2 separate regions of the Gossypium hirsutum genome follow, and region 1 is linked to region 2. A link is a contact called in public Hi-C data. All regions are on one chromosome and are shown on one strand. The core of a region is the stretch at or near the end of the contact, and the rest is flanking DNA. Distances in the headings are between cores, read along the strand shown.

Region 1 (3,709 bases), core at 828-3,327, 190 kb after region 2:
ATGGGAAATGTTAAGGGAATCTTCGACTAATATTAAAGGATCAAGACTGTCAATGTGCTAGGATAATTGAAAACTTTGTATCCATGGTGAACAGCTTTGAGCTCCACATATAATTGGACTACAATATTACCATGTTGTTAGTTTCAAATAAAATTATCTTAACATCATCATTAAAAGTCACTACAACATACTAAACTTCTCCTTTGGTGGACCCTAGAAATCTATACTTCAACTAGATATTCTCTTTATATTTCTAGCTCAAGTTTTCCTTTGAATCCTCCTTTTCATTTTCTCTAATGCTACATTATCCTTAAATGTCATGTTAATAGGATGAGCCAATTGGAATAGGACGTCTATATCAACCATCACAACCAATCCATTATAATGGACTAGGTTGATAAATCGGTTTCTCGTTTTGCCACTTGAGCCTTTAAAATATTAAATTACTAATATTAGGAACAATACTAGCAATTTCAATAATTTTTAATATCATCCAATAAAGAACTAATTAACTACCATAAAAATAAAAATAATATAGTATATAACATATTCAAAAAATAATAATAACACAAATAACATTAAAACAAAGAAAAAAACACTTACACGATACATCGATATGTATCGAGGTTAAACTAACTAGTTAAGGTCAAGTTCATATTAGTTGAAGTACAAAATTATTGATGAAACCTTTGAAAATACCCATGATATATCCATAAGTGTCGAGGTTAATGTATGGTTATTTTATCATACCCTAAATGGTGGGAATCATATTGCATGATGAATCTCTAGTATAAAAGTAGGACCTTGGCACTTTTAGATGTTGAGTTTTCTTCAAAGATTATCTGCATGGACCTTCAAACCCATTAATGTTAAGGTTGCTTGATCTTGAATAATAGTTAATATTTAATACACTGATAATGTATAATTCTGTGCATCACCGGTTACTAAAATGATGACACATCATCATAAAATTTTAAAGCTAAATTAATTTAACTTCATTTTTAACGATGTATCACCTCTTTATTCAATTGTGATGTATATATTATTCATGTATCAAATATTAATATTAAAAAAACACATTTAAAAATAATAATTGTGAAACATCCTATTTTAAGAAAAAATTGAAAAAAAAAAGAACCCGAATGATATTATATTGGTTTAATGATTATATGTTAACACACATTTAGAACTCCTCTAACTCTCTTACCAACCATGTTTTTTGTTTTTATAAAAAGGTAATTATTTAATATTAATTATTATTAAAAAAGACAAGTTGCTCCAACTTTATTTTGTCTTGTCTTCAAAAAAAAAAATGGAAGAAGTCAACAATGGCTTACTGTTCTGTTTTCACCACAAAAGACCAGCATAAAAACAAAGAATAATAGGAAGCAAGTTACTAAGAATATCGAGGAAAGAAAAAAGCTTATGTTTCCATAGCTTTATCATTTATTTGACTTGCATTAAAAGAAACAATGATTATTGATATTTTAAGATATGATACCTAATGATGCGTTTAACATAATGTTATTGTTTTTAATGTAGCACATCATGTTTTTCACGTAGAGGACAATCCCGTTGTTATGTAAATCTGAAATTGATGAAAAGTAAGAGAAAGAGCGCGATCCCAAGCGACGTAAATTCCCCGACATCCACCCTCGAAATCTCCCCGGTTCTGCCTAGGTAAATTTAATTGGAAATAATTTTATCTTCTTTTTATATTCTACTTTCTAATAAAAAAATATATTTATTTATTTATAATTGTAATAATTGAAGAAGCTCTTTTTACAATGCTTGAATCAAAACTAAATTATAAGACTGAGAAAATCAAATGAAATGGTTTGTTGAGACGATTTATATCTATTTTTGTAATCAGATAAGTCTAACCAAAATCAAATCTAATTGCTCATTGACGGTGTTTTTTTTTTTGGGCATCCATTGTCAGCCTTGTACAAATCACGCGCCAAAAATCAAACCATGCGCGTTTTACTCGCGTGTCTCTTCCACCGACTTCCGCAACTTCGCTCTAAAATCATCCTAAATAAAAAAGTAAAAGGTGTGTACAATACGACGTCGGGTCCGTGACTGACACCCCTCTTATTGTCTTCTCCGCCGCCGTCCTCCGCCCTACCGAAGAAATTGAGACAAATTATTTATTTAAGATAATATATAATATTTTTATATAAATGGGAAATTCTAAAATTCGTCTGCGCAAAAGTCTTTCTACAATAACCAATCCTTATTTAATACCAAAAAGGAGCCACCGCATTCTTTCACGATTCTCTTACATTTGTTTTTTCTTTACAAAAAGTCGCATCTAAGTTTGAGACCGCCAACGCCAACTGTCGAGGAAACTTCTCTCTAATTTCTTCGTTGAAGTGATGCGATTCGTATTGATTGGATCCAATACTTTGTTTCTTTATGTCCGGTAAATCGGCTAGGTTTCACAAGAGCTTTTTTTTTAGGGTTTCCAAAAGCAAGTGAGGGTTCTCGGTTTCTTTCTTCTTGTTTGATGTTGATGATGGGGGAAGATAACCGCAATGATAGCTTCGGTATCTTGTCAAGTGGCGATCTCTCGGCTGATTATAAGTTCGATGATTTCGTTGGGGATGGTATGTGCATCGATCTCGACAGCATCAATCGTATTCTTGAGGAGAACTCTGATCCTCCGCAGGTAGTTACTTTCTTTTGCGGTTTAATTTGGCGCCACTTTTAGGGTGTGGAGTGTGAAGATTTTACTGGAATCCTACTCTTTAATTGTGAAATTTTGAAAGGGAATTTGTTGTATAGATCACGTACTCTCCATTGGAAAGCCTAGGAAATGAGTCAATGGTTGCTTATTTTAGCTGATTTTATGAGAACATAGTTCATAGCTTGTTTGAAATTGAATGAAATTGAACTTACTTTATTTGGAACTATCGCATTCTACTATGATTATTTTGGAATTTATTTAACTCAAGTACTTCCTTGCTTAATTTGCGAATCTGGAATCCAAATTCATCTCATAAATTGTAATTGACTTTGCGTACTTTCACTCTTAAACTCGAGGTTATAGATTGTGGAACTGATATTTCATGGCTTTTTGTTAGCCCTTGTTTCTCGGTAGAAGTTCAATCTTGTTTTCTATTCTTTTCCTAGATAGGTTATTCTTTCTTTGTTAAATTGCAGATTAATCCAGAAGATCCATCGCTTAGAAATATGTCTCAAGGGGACTCAGATCTTGAATCCATCCAGTTTCAAAGTGGTAAAATTTCTTTGCACAAGCATTTTTCTAAGTTTCTGTTTTTTATATATATAATGAAAATTTGATGATATTTCCTTGCTCGGGGTTTACTTTTGCAGATTGTTTAAGAAATAATTCCGATGATTCAGATGCTAGGGCAGGGTCTACCGGTGGCTCCTTTTATTATCATGGGAATTTAGAACTCTCTGCACATGATTGTTCACCGGTTCAAACATCCTCTGCAAGTTTTAAAGAGTGGTCTGCAATTTGTCAAGGGACATCCTACAGAGAGAGAGTTGAGATTCCCAGCTGTAGTACAGCATCTAGTTTTTCTGAGATAGATGGCAACCATGCGTTAGATCATGGAGATAATTTAAGATTTGAACTTGTGGATGATAAAACTAGTTCATTGTTCATGAATACTAAAGAGGAGTTTGGCTACAAAAGTACGTTACCCACTTGCTACTTCAATCTAAACATTGTCATTAG
Region 2 (3,638 bases), core at 993-3,492:
TCCTTACTGGAAAACTCAAATCCCTCGGATTTAAGACATGGTAAGGCTGATTCTGTTGGACTGGAATCATAATCAACCCCTGAATCATTTCTTTTCTCAGCTTTTAGGTTTTCAAGCTTTGATTCCAGAGACCTGAGGAGGACTAGAATAAATCCAGAGTAATATAAACACAAGAATGCAAGTTTTAGGACGTAAAAAATCCGAAGATACCAAGATCAAAAGCATAAATTTGGTTTGTTCTTATGTAAAACATAAATTCAGGTTCATGTACTTTGAGACATCCGAAATTAAAAGCTCAATTTTCACTAAAGTTCAAACTAATACGCAAACAAAAGCTCTTCCAGGACAATCAACCAGGTCATAGCTTTAGCTTTTACGCATTTTGGCTAGCATGCATTGGAGGGGCAATTGAGAATCTGTGCTGTGTATGATTAAAAACCGGAGAATCTTCTTAAAGTGTTGAGTATTTTGGAACTCCATTGACAGATTACAAAGGAATAGTATAGGAGCAAGACTCAAAACCACTAAAAGCATAGCCCATTTGGCAATAGAGGCAAATTACTCACCCGATTGAATCTTCGGATTCCTCTAAAGCTCGCCTCAATTCAGCCATTCGTTGTTTACGTAACTCCTCAAACCAAGCTCTAAAAGAAGCATACTTGAGAATGTAACTATGGAAATTAATACATAATACTCGAACAAACTCGGGACAGGATTACTCACTTGCAACCTGAGTAACGTCGTTGTAGATCCTCATACTTGGCCTTACATGCCTGCATTCCCCATAACGTAGGAAAATAAAATCGACCATTTGGACAAATAATTTCAGTACACTGCATTAACAGCTGGAACATTATCCTAGTACTCCCTCCCATTTAAACAAGGAAAGTTCAACATAAGTCAATTAAATGCACATCCTTAATCATGTAGTCGTATTATAAAGATGTTAATTCATACTGATGCATTTCAAATATCATTCAATAGTTCAAGTAACCGACATCCTATGAACCTTGAACCTTGAACTTTTTTATCGAACATTAGGCAAAATGTCAAAACACGAATATCGAACACAAATACTTATATTTAGGGAGTCAAAGCGAACTATTAACTACCCTCATTTACAAAAATTGAGCGCTTTCATTCTCCTAAAATACATTTTATAGTAGAATCCAACCAGAAGTGAAGATCAAAAATAGTCAAGGCTTTCAGCTTCACGCATTTTCATTAATCCTTATTGGTCACGTGGAAATCACGTGACAAGTACTTCCCCATTACCCTGACAATAGTAATTAAATAATAATAATCAAAATCACAAACACATGTTAATGTCAAGACTTGTTTGCCGCATAAAACGTAACCATTCATGTCCTTGTCTTGTTTCACTCTCATTTCTTTAATGCTAAAATTAATAAAGAAGAACAATTTTATACCTAAAAAGGGAGAAATGGATCAAATCAGAAAATACTCTGTTAATTAAATTTTAAAAAAGTGTTAATCGTATAATAACCTCGGGAGTGAAGGCAAAAGGAGAAAGAGCTCGGGTTCGGAGCTCCGAAGCGACGAGGTTCCAATCTCGGGTACCATGGCGGAGAACTGCCCCACCTAACAAAAGCTCCTCCCAAGTACCCCACGTCCTCGTTATCATCTCCGTTCCTAAGTACACGTGTACGGCCCACGATTACTTCCAAAAAATCAACGACGACCCACCACCGGAAATTTCTATTAAATCAAGAAAGCCGTAGCCTTTCTCTTCTCCTCAGGCACATCCGGCGCACTTAGCCGACGCCACCCTCTTATAATAAATAAAAAGAATTCCCAGAAACAAAAGCAAAAGGCGGTCTCTTTAGGTTTTTTTTTCTTTTTTAATGAATTTTGAAACTCGTTAGAACTAGAAGGGTATAAAAAGTTTAGAATTTTTAATGTAACGGAAAGTAGCCAAAATTTTAAAAAAGTGAAATCAGCCAAAAAACGGACGAGATTTTGCAGAATAATGTAGAAATAAAAGAGAGATAATATGTATATATCTCAAATTTTTTTTCAGGAAATAATCTCAAAGATTATAATTTGTTTTAGAGTGAGAAAAACATGGACAAGGAGAAGACTTTTTTTTTTTGGGTTTAATAAAGGGGTATGGAACTTTAAGTTTAGTTTTCTGCGATTGGGTTTTTATATTTATTAATATTTTTTTGGTTTGGTTAAGAAACAAAGGCGCTGTCTTTTCTTCAGCTTCTCGGTTTTCGGACACACTGGATTGACCTAATTGTCTTCGTCTATTATTTATATATATATATATCCCCACTTCGCTTCTTTTTTTTTTAATGACAATTAACTCCTACTTAATTAGAATAAATTTGAATACAATAGTTGGAAAGAAAATACATTTTGTAATATTTATTTGCAATATTAGATCTTATAACCAAGGTTGAGATGTGTCCTATAAGAGCATAGTAAAATATTTAATAAAAAAATACATGTCTATTTTTTAATGTTGTTTGTGGAATAAAAAAGATAATCTACTAGTGTACTAAACACTCACTCATTTTTTAATTTATAAAAACAAAAAATAATATTTCTAAGAATGTCATTAGATTAAATTTAAGGTCGAAACAAGAGCAGTGATACAAGGTCTTCAAATGTATGGGAGAACGAATATAGAAAGCTTACGTGCTTTTGGTAGAATCCATTTTAACCTATTTAACGACCAATAGAAAATTGGGCGAGTTAGGCTTAATACTTAGTTTGCTTAAGGGTGACTGAAAAGTAAGATTTCATCACGTTTCGATATCTCAAAATAAGATTATCGATCATATGGCCAAAATAGCTTCAAGTGAATTGAGTAATATACAACTATTTGGAGAGCTACCAAATTCAGTATGAAATATACTGATAGTTGAGCGTAATATTGTTTCTTTATGTTGCTAGTCCTTTAAAAATGTAATCAATTTATACTGTAGTAACTGCATTAAATGATTTTCTTTTTCGTTCTAGGGAATTGTAATGCTTTTTAGATTTGTAATTAAATTATTTTTTGAATTGTTATTTGTCCCTTCTTCGTTAAATATTCTATTTTCTGTTTTCAATTAATGTTTTTTGGAAATCACCAACTGATGCATTTAATACTTGGAGAAAAAGAAAACAAACGGTTACAAGCCATCGATCATCATCTATCCTTACAATTGTCTTTCAACAATTGGCCGACCAAACGAATCCTCGGGGATCATAGAAACAATAAAGAAAACTATCAACAAAGCTAAAGAAAAGGGAAAAAAAACCTAAAACAAGGAAACGAAAGGACCCCAAGCCTGAAAGCGTACTTTCATCTTCAAGAAACTACCATAACCCTTCCTTGCATCAGTGAACCATAGAGGCACTCAAACCATCCTAGATTTCCAAATATAGTCACTTTGTTCCCCAGCCTCCCCGTATGCCACAGAGTTCATCGAACTATCAGTCGCCTTTTACATCCGGACTCAATCGCCACAAACCTACTTTCCCTTTACAAGCCCCCTCCTCTCACGATCAACGAGCCTTTCCACCTTCATCGAGGCTTCCTCCATCCAATAAACAAGGTAATCATATTTTTAACTTTCCATCGCCAACCCATGCGTAGTTTCATTTGCCATTCGAGTTACGAATCT

The links. Hi-C and Micro-C count contacts between places; a contact is called where the count stands out from the background.
Region 1: a Hi-C map of leaf shows a contact between it and region 2, with 1.8 times the contacts expected there. The contact joins the promoter of LOC107900630 here to the promoter of LOC107900626 in region 2. A contact is called at or near these places in 9 of 34 Hi-C or Micro-C datasets (callus, fibers and leaf).

The regions. Positions count from the first base shown.
Region 1 is chrD06:43,681,421-43,685,129 of Gossypium_hirsutum_v2.1, forward strand. It overlaps LOC107900630 (helicase-like transcription factor CHR28), which reads left to right and starts at 2,078. Exons shown (of 13, transcript XM_041095854.1): 1 at 2,078-2,671; 2 at 3,166-3,241; 3 at 3,340-3,666. The coding sequence starts at 2,510.
Region 2 is chrD06:43,486,571-43,490,208 of Gossypium_hirsutum_v2.1, forward strand. It overlaps LOC107900626, which reads right to left and starts at 2,243. Exons shown (of 5, transcript XM_016826293.2): 1 at 1,508-2,243; 2 at 724-773; 3 at 567-644; 4 at 1-132. The coding sequence starts at 1,645. It overlaps LOC107900627, which reads left to right and starts at 3,093. Exons shown (of 3, transcript XR_005914915.1): 1 at 3,093-3,569.